Linked DNA regions of Triticum aestivum: region 2 is linked to region 1. The links are chromatin contacts, called in public Hi-C maps. All regions are on one chromosome and are shown on one strand. Each heading gives the region's core, a stretch centred on a gene start, on an enhancer-like site or on the middle of the called end of the contact. The rest is flanking DNA. Distances are from core to core; before and after follow the strand shown. Region 1 holds the start of LOC123156694 (auxin response factor 18). Region 2 holds the start of LOC123158188 (zinc finger CCHC domain-containing protein 7).

Region 1 (6,165 bases), core at 1,815-4,314:
CTAATACTTTGATTACTTAAGAAGAAAACCCAAACTATACGAGACTTCTTAATCAGTCACACGACTAAATATGAGAGTACGATGCATGTCATGAGTTTCCATTCACACTTTGATTGATTAAGAAAACTCCCAATGGAGTATGCGGAGTAATCTGATCAATAAACTAAGCTTCCTAAATAATACTACTAATAATTGATGAACTTAGAAGACTAGAAGACAAATCAAATGGAGGAATGGACTAGGCAACGAAACAAATGAAGGAGCTGGCAGCCACCAAACTCAGCTAGCATAAGTCCAACCACGGCCACATCATGGTGACCATAGCTACAGTAGTCATTCCTACGCGGCCAATCAGGCAAGAGACAGTCGTATTAATATGGTCGACAGCGAATGACTTGACCACATCTTTACACGTTTGTCGGTCCAAATCATTCAACGACACTTGAACTAATCAAAACTGTTGAATATTTACTCTGGTATTTTATGTTCTCTGTAGCGTGTGCTATTTTCAGTGCCACGAGCCCACGGTATACTACTTTATTTTTGGTCTCACATTTGGAGATATATCATGATCCTTCCTTTCTCCTTCCGTGACCATGTCAAGGGAAGATCCCATCCAAGCCCGACAAAAGGCTTCACTCTTTGACAATTGAAGGATAGTGAGATTTGATTGGACCATGCATCATCAACAAGTAGAAATTAATTGACTGAAGGAACTAATGAACGCCTTGCATTTTCCTTGCTTAATTTTCTTGTTGTTGCAGGGATCCTTGTTTTTTTGTTTGAACACCCTTGTTTACTTTCTTGAAGATAGAACTTGTCTGATTTGACTGGTCCGCTGTGCTTCGATCAAACCAATCAAATTTATAATCTACAACGGGAGATTGCACCCTAATGGAATACCATTACCTTGTCTAGTGGTTGAACAAGCTTTTGACAACATTAGGGCATTAGGCTGCCAAAATTTGGAAAGGGATCACGTACAAGCAATGTGTCCCTCACACGAAAGGTCTTTAATTGATTTTACTTGTGCTCATTTATATATGTTTTTTCTACGAGGTCATACATACATGTACGGCTTATTATTATTTTCTTAACTTCGGTGACTATCAAATAATAATCATGCCCTATACAAGGATAGGAATGAAGAATGATGATGGTTGATCTTTCCATACCGCTCCTATGCTCCCTCTAAAGCTAAACCTAGCAATCACGTAAGCAACAACATTAGCCTGTCGAACAAAGTGACATGTCGTCGCCCTGCCAAAGCTACTCATCAAAGTTCGGACAGTTAATATTGTCGCCCTGATTCGTTGTGAAAGTGTCGATCTTCAAGACATTCTTCATGCTTTTCCGGCTGTCCGCACGTCCTTTCCAATGAGATATCTTGGACTACCGTTATCGGTCAAGCGCCTCAAGAGGATCCACTTTCAGCACCTTGAGGATAAGGTGGCTGGCAAACTTCCTCCGTGGCAAGGAAGACATGTCGCTACCGCCGGTCGGGCCGTCCTTGTCAAAGTTGTTCTCACTGCCATTGCCATTTACCACCTCACGCCGCTCAACATCCCAGCTAAGGTCCTTAGAAAGATTGATTCTATCCGTCGCGCTTATCTTTGGGCGGGCACCGACAAGGTTTCTGGTGGGAAATGCAAAGTCAATTGGGACCTTGTTTGCAAGCCTAAGAAGCACGGTGGCTTAGGGGTGCTCAACTTGGACAAGTTTGCTAAGGCTCTTAGGCTTCGATGGCTCTGGTTCGAGTGGCAAGAGCCCACAAAACCGTGGATTGGTATGGGTACGCCATGCACTGATGAAGACAGGGACTTTTTTGCAGCTGCCACTTCCGTCACAGTTGGCAATGGGCATGTGGCTAAGTTCTGGAACTCCTCCTGGCTTGATGGCATGCGCCCACGGGACCTAGCGCCTGGCATTTTCGACCTCTCCCGAAGGAAAAACTGCTCGGTCAAACAGGCTTTAACAAACAACACTTGGATCTCTCATATTGACTTCTCCGACGGTCTCACAGTAGACCATGTCCACCAGTTCGTCGCACTTTGGGAGAAGATTGACTCGGTCACTCTGGATGAGGACGTGGAGGATTCCATTATTTGGAAGTTCACCAAGGACGGATCGTACTCAGCTTCCTCGGCTTACAAGGCGCAGTTTGAGGGCCTAACTACGTCAGCCATGGTCCTATCGGTGTGGAAGGTGTGGGCTCCTTTGCGTGCTGTGCCACAGCAGCAGCGTGTGTGCACCCACGCAAAGCACCAAACAAACCAGAGAGAAATACTCTAGCAGCGAGGCGGAAGCGAACAAGCGAGCGTCACATGCCGACAGGGCCGCGCGAGCGGCAGAGCAGAGCTCAGCTCAGCTCAGTCACCCGGCGGCCGCAGCGGAGGACTGAACGCGTCGCACCCCACCGTCCCCGGCCGACTCGCCCGCTCCCGCTCCCGCTCCCGCTCCCGGTGGAACAGACGAGAGCGAATCTCCAGGCAAGCGACCCGCCCCGACAAAACAATCTCCGGATCCCATCCGACCCGATCCCAACCCCAACCGCGCCCCATGCGCGCGGCCCCGGCCCCGGCACCGGCTGCCGTTCACTCCTTTTTTTTTCTTTTTTTTTCTTTCGACGAAAACCAGCTGCTGTTACCCGGCCGTTGCATTATTATTAGCACTCCTACTACTAGTCGGTTCGTGATCACGGCATCGCCATGAGAGCGAGAGTCATGTGAATCCACACATGCAGAACGCTTTTCCGATGAGTAACAGGCGGTGCGCGATGGAGTGGTGGATACTCCTCCTCCTACGCCCACCACCACCACTAATGATGTGATGATTAACACTAGTACTACTAACCCAGGCCCGCCGCTAAACCCGTGGGCAAAAATAGGAGGCCGGCAAGGCAGTGGACTAGTGTTAGTAGAGTAGTAGCACCTTTTTGTACGCGCTGGGAACCGAACTGAACTGATCCGATCCGAAACAAAAGCAGCGAGCAACTGAACTGCTAGACAAGCAATAGTTTATTCATTCATTAAGCCGCTCATCACAAAGTATAGGGGTACTACTCGCCTAATCCGCTTCCCTTTAGCCTTGACCTACCCTTTGCTGCTGCCCTATTTAGCCCTCCTGCGCCCGCGTGTCAGCTGCAGTCTGGAGGAATCTGAGCCTGCCGCTGCCCTGCCCCTGCTGCACCTGAGGGAGACTGTAGAGAAGGCAGGGGAGGGGAGGGGAGGGGAGGGAGGAGGGAGGCAACCGCAGCAGAGGCGCATACACACAGACGGACCGCTTCGTCCTCGCCCGCCCGCCCCTGTCCGTCCTCGCTCGGTTTGGAGGGATCTGCTGCCGCGCCTGCGCCGCTTTCAGAGGTGAGTGACTAGTCGACGGACGGATGGATGAATCGCGGTGCTGTCGGTCGGGGCTTCGCTTTCGTGCGTTCTTTCGTTGCTTTTCCTCTGCGGCAGCGCCCGTCTCTGACCCCAAAATTCTCTCTTTCTTTCTCTTGTGCCTTTCGCCCAGCCTTTCTCAGCGAGCGAGCTCTGCTCTGATGGTCGTGGTGGCGGCGGCGGCGGCGGTGGAAAAGTTTCTGGTGGTAGTGGTGGTGGGGGGTGGTGGGGGGACGGCCTAATTCTGGTGGGATTATTTGCTTTGCACTGCTGTGACGGGCGGTGCAGTGAGTGGAGGAGGCGGGACAGGAGGAGGAGGAGGGGATGATTACGTTCGTGGACTCGGCGGCGGGGGAGCGGGAGAGGGGGGAGGGGCCGCGCTGCCTGGACCCGCAGCTGTGGCACGCCTGCGCCGGCGGCATGGTGCAGATGCCACCGCCCGGCTCCAGGGTCTACTACTTCCCGCAGGGCCACGCGGAGCACGCGCAGGGCCAGGCCGGCGCCGTCGACTTCCCGCCGGGGGCCCGCCTCCAGGCGCTCGTCCTCTGCCGCGTCGCCGCCGTCCGCTTCATGGCCGATCCGGACACCGATGAGGTCTTCGCCAAGATCCGCCTCGTCCCCGCCCGGCCCCAGGACGACGCCGACGACGCCATTGCCGCCGCCGCCGCCGGGCAGGAGGACAAGCCCGCCTCCTTCGCCAAGACGCTCACGCAGTCCGACGCCAACAACGGCGGCGGCTTCTCGGTGCCGCGCTACTGCGCCGAGACCATCTTCCCGCGGCTCGACTACTCCGCCGACCCGCCCGTCCAGACCGTGCTCGCCAAGGACGTGCACGGCGTCGTCTGGAAGTTCCGCCACATCTACCGCGGCACGCCCCGCCGCCACCTCCTCACCACGGGGTGGAGCTCCTTCGTCAATCAGAAGAAGCTCGTCGCCGGGGACTCCATCGTCTTCATGAGGACCGAGAACGGGGATCTCTGCGTCGGCATCCGCCGCGCCAAGAAGGGGGGCATCGGCGGCCCGGAGCTGCTGCCCCCGCCCCCGCCGGCGGCGACCGGCAATTACGGGGGATTCTCCATGTTCCTGAGGGGGGAGGAGGACGGCGGCAACAAGATGATGGGGGCGAGGGGGAAGGTGAAGGTGAGGGTGCGGCCGGAGGAGGTCGCCGAGGCGGCCAATCTTGCCGCCAGCGGGCAGCCGTTCGACGTGCTCTACTACCCGAGGGCGAGCACGCCGGAGTTCTGCGTGAGGGCGGCCGCGGTCAGGGCGGCGATGCGCACCCAGTGGTGCCCCGGCATGAGGTTCAAGATGGCCTTCGAGACGGAGGACTCGTCCAGGATCAGCTGGTTCATGGGGACTGTGTCGGCCGTGCAGGTGGCCGACCCCATTCGATGGCCCAATTCACCTTGGAGACTTCTTCAGGTACTACTTCATTGGGAGTACATCTCCACTTCTCCATCACTCATCTCATCCGTAGTTGTATTAAATTGTGTACAAATCCATCCTCTCTAGGACAGCACCACAAGATTGCAGTCCTTGTATTGACTAGTAATTGAATTGATTGCTAGTAGTAGAATCATGCATTTAACTGTCAAAATGTTGAAGAATTCTTTCTCGGTACTATGGCCTTGTGCTGCAGGTGACTTGGGATGAACCGGACCTGCTACAGAATGTGAAGAGGGTGAGTCCATGGCTGGTTGAGCTGGTCTCAAACATGCCGGCCATTCACCTCGCTCCGTTCTCGCCGCCTCGGAAGAAGCTCTGTGTTCCGTTCTACCCCGACCTCCCGGTCGACGGCCAGTTTCCGGCCCCGATGTTCCACGGAAACCCACTCGGACGCGGCGGCGTCGGTCCGATGTGCTATTTCCCGGACGGCACTCCTGCAGGCATACAGGGAGCCAGGCATGCTCAATTTGGTATATCTTTATCAGATCTCCACCTTAACAAACTGCAGTCGAGTCTGTCACCGCACGGGCTTCACCAGGTCGATCACGGCGGGCAGCCGAGGATCGCCGCTGGGCTCATCATCGGTCACCCGGCTGCGCGAGACGACATCTCGTGCATGCTGACCATTGGCAATCACCAGAGCAACAACAAGTCAGATGTCAAGAAGGCTTCACCCCAGCTGATGCTCTTTGGGAAACCCATACTCACTGAGCAGCAGATCACTTTAGGCAACTCTGGGGGTTTCTCTCCATCTGCTGCTAGGAAGAGCTCCTCTGAAATGAGTGCCGAGAAGTCGGCGAATAACTCTGATCTTCCAAGCCCACAAAGCAACCAGAATGGCACTACGAAGAACTTGTCCTGTCGAGGAGTTCCATTGTGCCAGGACAACAAGGTACTTGATCTCGGGCTGGATACCGGGCACTGCAAGATATTCATGCAATCAGAGGACGTCGGGCGCACACTTGATCTCACTGCTGTTGGCTCGTACGAAGAGTTATATCGCCGGCTTTCCGACATGTTCGGTATGGAAAAAGCCGAGCTGATGAGCCATGTTTTCTACCGTGATGCAGCCGGGGCGCTCAAACACACCGGAGATGAACCTTTCAGGTTTGTATGATTTCAGATTAAAATGTATGTTTCTGGTCAAGCATTAGTTTACTCGTTTCATCTTGTCTTTTTAAAATGCTTGGTAGTCATTTTAGAATCGGTTAGGTATTTGGTCACATCCACTCTTCAAATATATAGAAGTGCCTGTTTCCTAATTTTCTATTAGCATAGTTGGTTAGAAACTCCCAGTTTGCCTGTTTATTCCACCTAACATTACACATCTGTTGGCCTC
Region 2 (6,165 bases), core at 1,143-3,642, 330 kb after region 1:
TCAAGGAAATTTATGAAATACATGTATTTCAGAAATGTTCGACATGTGTTAAAAAATTATGTATGTATATGAAAATGTACACTGTGTACTGAAAACACACACATGCACTAGAAAGGTAGATAAAAAGAACAAAAAATACAAAGAAAAAATGGTGAAAACAAAGGAAAGAAACAAACAAAACCCACACAGGAAACAAATAAAACAAGAAAACAGCAAAGAAACACAAAAACTAGAAAATCCAAAAAAAAGAATAACAAACACAAGAACACGAAGGAAAAAATTGCAGCCGGAAAACCTCTCCTGCTGGAACACAAATTAGGCTAGCCCGAGAGCTCCTAGTCGGTGCTTGAGGCACCTGATCGTTGAACTGCCGCTCATGCAGCTTTGCTTGGGCCGGCCAAATAAAAGGCATCCGCTCGTTGGTCGCCACTTCCTTCGCATGCTTGTCCCTCGTGGTTCTCTCGTTCATTGTTGATTCTTGGGTTTTTTTAAAGACATAGAGTTCTTGAAATAAAAAAAAGTTGAAAATAAGTTTGTAAATTTCGAAAAATAGGTCAAAAATTTGTGAAAGTTCATGAATTTGAGAAAAGTTCACAAATCTGAAAAAAATTCAAAAAGTAGAAAAAAGTTCATGAATTTGAGAAAAGTTCATAAATATGAATAAGGTTCAAGACCTGGAAAGTTCATAACTTAAAAAAAGTCCAAAAAATGATTTTTTTTTCATGAATTTCAAAAACAGTTCACAAAAAACAATTGTACATTTTTTAAATTGTCACAAAATTTGAAAGAAGTTCATGAACTTTAAATTTGAAAAAGGCTTCAGTGGTCAAAAAAATTGCAAAAACAAATCCAAAATTGGAAAAGGATCACGCATTTGAAAAATATAAAAAAGATAAAAGAAAAAAGAAAACAACCACAAGCAGTTCTACAAGAAAAGCAAAAGAAACCTACCCCCCAAAAAGTAAAGAAAACCGGCTCATTTGCCTTTTGGGGGTCGAAGGAAACCAGAAAACCGATGAAGGTGAGACTAGAATTGGCTGGCCCATTTATGACGTAGCGATCGCTCCACCATGCGCTGCGTATGAGCCTGGGAGCTATATCTCGGTTAATTCGAGTAGTCCTTCCGTCTCGAGTGAAGCTTCGACCCTGAACTGTAGCTACATGACCGACCCATTTCTTTTTTATTCATTGTGTTTCGTTCGGGTTCGCTTGCTGGGTTTAGTTCATGGGTTTTTTCCCTGTGTAGATTTTTCTATAGTTTTTATGTTTTGTATTTTTTGGTTTTTATTTCTTCATCTGTTTTATGTCTTCTTTTTATTTCTCTTTATTTTTGGATATTTTATGTTTGTCCTCGGATTTTCTGTTCTTTTCACTATTTTCCTTTGGTTTTCTTGTTTCCCTTTTCTCTTCAATTTTCTTGTTTCTTTCTTAGTTTCCTTATTTTATCTTCGGTTGTCTCGTTTTTCTTTATTTTTCTTTGTTTCCTTATGGGTTTCGCGGTTTCTTTATTTTTCTGCAAAACCTTGGGAAACCTAAACGAAAACCTTTTTTTCAAAAAAAAACCATTAGAAAATCCCATCCAAACCCCGAAGACACATACACAATCTTTTTATAAAAATGAAATCTAGAGAGAATGGCCAGCACACGATGTGTGGCGATGGCTAGACACACTACTTGACGTGTTCTAAGGACACCAAAAATAATCGTTGGAGGTCCCCCGCAAGGGGTAACATATAGTTAATTGCTCTTCTTTAACGGGCACTTAAGGCGGTGAATAAGAGTTGATGGTTGACCAATCTCGCAACAGGCGAGAAATAGCTCCCGTGGAGGTCTATCAATCCAGCAACCCACCAACAGCACACCCAACCGAGGAAAATAGTGCACTAGAATCCTATCGTGCCTGCACACTAGACCTGGCCAGATGAGCCGGCCCAACACTACACGGCACATTGTGAGTTATACGGGCAAGGCACCGCCCAGCCAGGCACGGTAACTACACGGGTCGTGCTGGACCGGAACTTGTGCTGGATTCCCTGGCCCAGGCACGACATAGTAAAGAAATGGGCCGGCCCATCGACACGATCATCACGTCTGATTTTGGCTATTTTGACGTGCCGGGCCAGGCACGATCAGCATGCGGGTTATATATATAATCTGTACAAATAAATAAAAAACTAAATGGGCCATGACATTCCGGCACTTGTGCCCAGCCTTGCGGCCCTAGGCGGGCCACGCGCCAGCACGGCCCGCCAAATGACATGCCAGGCCAGGCACGCGGGTTATCGGGCCGGCACGCTAAGACCGGCCCATTTGGCAAGGTTTGCTGCACACACACCGCTCCCTCCAATCTAACTAACCTAGCCGCCACACTTCCTAAAAAAAACCCTAGCCGCCGGCCCGCCACACCCCACCCGCTCGACCTGCTGCCGGCCGTCGTCTTCCCCCTCGACGCCGCGGCCCACCCAACCGTTGGATCGGAATATTCCGCCTCCCGCGTGGACGCGCCCCCTCGCGCCGCCGCTCCGCTCACATACCACGTACACGCTACCTAGGGTTCGCTCTTTCCCTCCCCGCCGCCGCCACCGCCACCGCCGACGCCGATGGCGCAGCGCTGGCGCTCGAAGGCGCGGCGCGACCCGGACCTGGACGACGCTGGCTCGCCCTCTCCCGCGCGGCCCCGCGCGCCCCCCAGCGACGACGAGGACGAGGAGGGCAACGAGGATCTCACCCTCGAGATCGTCGCGCGGGCGCGGCGGCGCGAGGCCGCGGGAGGCCAGCCCGGGTTCGCCGAGGTGCTCTCCCTGTCCTCTGACGAGGAGGTCGACGAGGACGCCGTCGTGGAGCTCGGCGAGGCCGACCCCAGCAGGAGGAAGGACAAGAAGAAGAAGAAGCAGCGCCGCAAGGAGAGGAGGAAGAAGCAGCGCAAGGAGGACGACGCAGCCGCCGTCAAGGAGGAGGTAATTGTTGCTTGGCCTAAGCTTAGCTCGTGATTATGCAGTACCATGTGTTTATTTTTAGCAATCGAAATATCGTATGCACACAGGATTTTGATAGAGGCTTCAGTAGCAATGTCGTGTAGAATCACCTTGAATTGGAAGCTTTGTATGTGGTTCAACTGCCTCAAGTGTGAGCTCACTGGAAGCTTTGCCTTTTCAACGTTTGGATCTAGAGGAGCATTCTTCTTTGCTAATGCTGCCTTATTGCTACGATTTTTTTGGTTAACTATATGCTTTACCAGGAGTCAATGGTCGGCACTACCCAATTTCCTTCTTTGGAAACGGTATAAAAGGCAGTATGCTGCTCTTTCCTACACAGAAGGCACTTACTTTTGTTTTCTTACAAATCAAAGTGATACGGTGTTTTTGTTTTTGTCCGTTAACAGTAAGTAAAACATGTGCACGCTAAAACATTCATGAACTGAATAGTGGATTGAAAAGCTCGGCTTGTGTAGAACAACTGATTTTATCTTATTAGTGGATCGACATCTGTGTTTGATGTTCCTTTGTTGGGAACAAATATGATAGTCTTCCTGGAGCTGCAGTTGATGATTGTATTTGTCCCTTTCAGCCTCAGGTTGCTGGCACTCAGGAGGGGAACACTGGGACAGTGGAATCAGTGCCCACCGAAGATGGCGTTGATGCCCCTGTATCTGATAACACAGTTCTGCGGAAGCTTCTTGTAAGTGCCAAGTGATTTTTTCCTTGCAGTGAATTTCCCTGTACATGGATAACGGTGGTAAGCTGATAGTTATGTTGCTTCTGCTTATGACCAGCGTATACCAAGATACTTTGATCCTGGGGAAACTATATTGGAGACTTGCTTTAACTGTGGTGAGGAAGGTCATGTGGCTGTAAACTGCCCAATGGAGAAGCGGAAGAAGCCTTGCTTCGTTTGTGGATTGTTTGGACACAATGCGAAACAGTGCACGCAGGTTGGTCTCTCTAGCTCGGACGAATTATCGCTCCGTGACTTGGGTATGTCCACTCATACCCTTGATGAGCTCACTTTATATGGTTTCCTTTTCCAGAGGTTTTTTCCTTGCTTTTTATGTGTCTGTCTCGTTTAGGGTGCCATCATCTCATTTAGGTTGCCACCAGGCAAATGTTGAGACCTTGATTAACTCTGTCATTCAATATAATTTGGTCAACAAATTCTAGGACACTTGATCATACTCATTTGCTGTACTAACTTAAACATTAAGTGCAAAAGGCCACAAACATCAGGAAAACGCGTTCTGTTCAAATTCATTCTCCAGTCAATCCTAATTTAAACAACTCATTCTACCAATCATGCAAGTTCAATTTTGCATCAAGTAGTTTGTGCTTCCAGATCTATTCGTTCATTGTTCTTGTGTCGTACTTGTCATACCATTTGAAGGGGAGTGATACCCGTGCTTTATGACATGTGATTTCTTTGGAGGGATCCTCCTTTCGGACTGATTCATGCATGCATGCATATTCTTAGTTTAAGATTCCAATAGTACTGTCTATATTGCCTGTGCTTGTGGGTTGCACGTGTAGATTATTTTGGGCTCACATCCTAAATAGCCTTGATCTGCAAATGCTTCTTTCCAGGGGTTGTCATTGTCAGGAATCAAATATCTCTTAATTCTTTTTGTAGGGTCAAGAGTGTTTCATCTGCAAAAAAGGAGGTCATATGGCGAAAGATTGCCCTGACAAGCACACAAAGAATACTCAGCAATACACCGCATTGTGTTTGAGATGCGGAGAAACAGGCCATGATATGTTTGGATGTTCCAATGATTATCCACTGGATGATGTCAAGGTGAGTTCATTTTTGCCATTATTGTCTTCTCAAAATTTTCATCTTGCTGCCGCAGATGAGTGTTCGTATGCTGGTTACTTGCCTCTTTATAACAAAGTGATGCTCCTTTATGTTTTCTGAAGAAGGTTACGAAAGCCTGAAAGATACTCTTTCTTCAAAACTTTGATCTGAAGAAAAAGGTCTATAAATGTATTGTGCCCTGACCTGGTTGATTAAATTGCTGGGATACACTTGTTAATCATGTTTCCCGTGCAGCTCATAAATTATGTTAAATTTGATGACTCCGATCATTTTTGTGTTGGGCATTTCCTATCATTCTATGCTAATCTAGTACCTGAATCCGCATATATAAGTATTTTCCACTTAGTAACACATGGTACGAGATAAATTATTCCGTATGTGGTTGAACAGTCTCATTCAAACTGCAACTTTGAAGTCGCTGAATTGACTGAGACTGTCATGAAAATTGCAAATTTGCTTTCTCCTCATTATCCATCTTGGTTGACTATGCAGGAAATAAAATGCTATGTGTGTAACCAGAATGGTCACCTGTGTTGTACCGACTTCTCTGATAGTTGTTCAAAAGAAGTTACTTGTTATAACTGTGCTCAATCTGGTCATACTGGTTTGGTAAGTTTTAATCCTTTTATCCTCCTGTGTCTCTGTCTGTTTCTTTTCATACCAGTTGTTTAGTGACCAACATTTGATCATAGGGATGTGCCAAGCAACGTAGGGAGACGAGTGCTGCGACAACTCCGACCTTATGCTACAAATGTGGCGAAGATGGTCACTTCGCACGTGGCTGCACAAATAGTGCTAAGGTAAGCATCTCATGATTTCCTCTGCTGATAAGAATAGCTTGGGTATTTATCATGTGTACGTTATTATTTTTGCAGCCCGGCCGGTTCAAAGGCGAGTTGTCGTCGCATAGTCGTAGAAAGGACAAATGGAAAAATGACTCTGGCCCTAGATCAGCTCCTCATGGTTCTCACAAAAGAAAAAGCCCCCTATTCGAGGATAGATGGGAGACACCTCGTGGTAAATCCAGAGCCAGGGGTGGTTGGATTCCTGAGGACCATGATGATCTGCCATCCAAGAAGTACAAAGGCAATGGGTGGGACTCCCAATCTACTCCTAAGAAGCCCTACAACAATCACCACCATCGCTCCTCTGGCGGTGACTATTCATCTCCTCAAGGGCAGGATTTTTCATGGCACAACTCGCAATATTCACCAAGTGCGAGGAAACATGGCTCTTCTTCGTCAAGATTCGCTAGCAACACCCATCACCGCTTCGAAAGAAGTTAGGCCGGAGCTTACTTTTGGTTTTGTTGTTCGTTTGATAGTAGGTCTCTTAGGGATGTACTCTGCCTGTAATACC

What was found. Hi-C and Micro-C count contacts between places; a contact is called where the count stands out from the background.
Region 2: a contact with region 1 is called in a Hi-C map of leaf, with 3 times the contacts expected there. The contact joins the promoter of LOC123158188 here to the promoter of LOC123156694 in region 1. A contact is called at or near these places in 2 of 5 Hi-C or Micro-C datasets (both in leaf) and 1 of 1 datasets of contacts at active chromatin or transcription factors (leaf).

What each region holds. Positions count from the first base shown.
Region 1 is chr7B:607,687,136-607,693,300 of IWGSC CS RefSeq v2.1, forward strand. LOC123156694 (auxin response factor 18) reads left to right here and starts at 3,065. Exons shown (of 3, transcript XM_044574856.1): 1 at 3,065-4,802; 2 at 5,020-5,933. The coding sequence starts at 3,705.
Region 2 is chr7B:608,020,361-608,026,525 of IWGSC CS RefSeq v2.1, forward strand. It overlaps LOC123158188 (zinc finger CCHC domain-containing protein 7), which reads left to right and starts at 2,393. Exons shown (of 7, transcript XM_044576275.1): 1 at 2,393-2,957; 2 at 3,568-3,678; 3 at 3,773-3,931; 4 at 4,621-4,785; 5 at 5,299-5,415; 6 at 5,499-5,606; 7 at 5,682-6,165. The coding sequence starts at 2,601. The coding sequence ends at 6,092.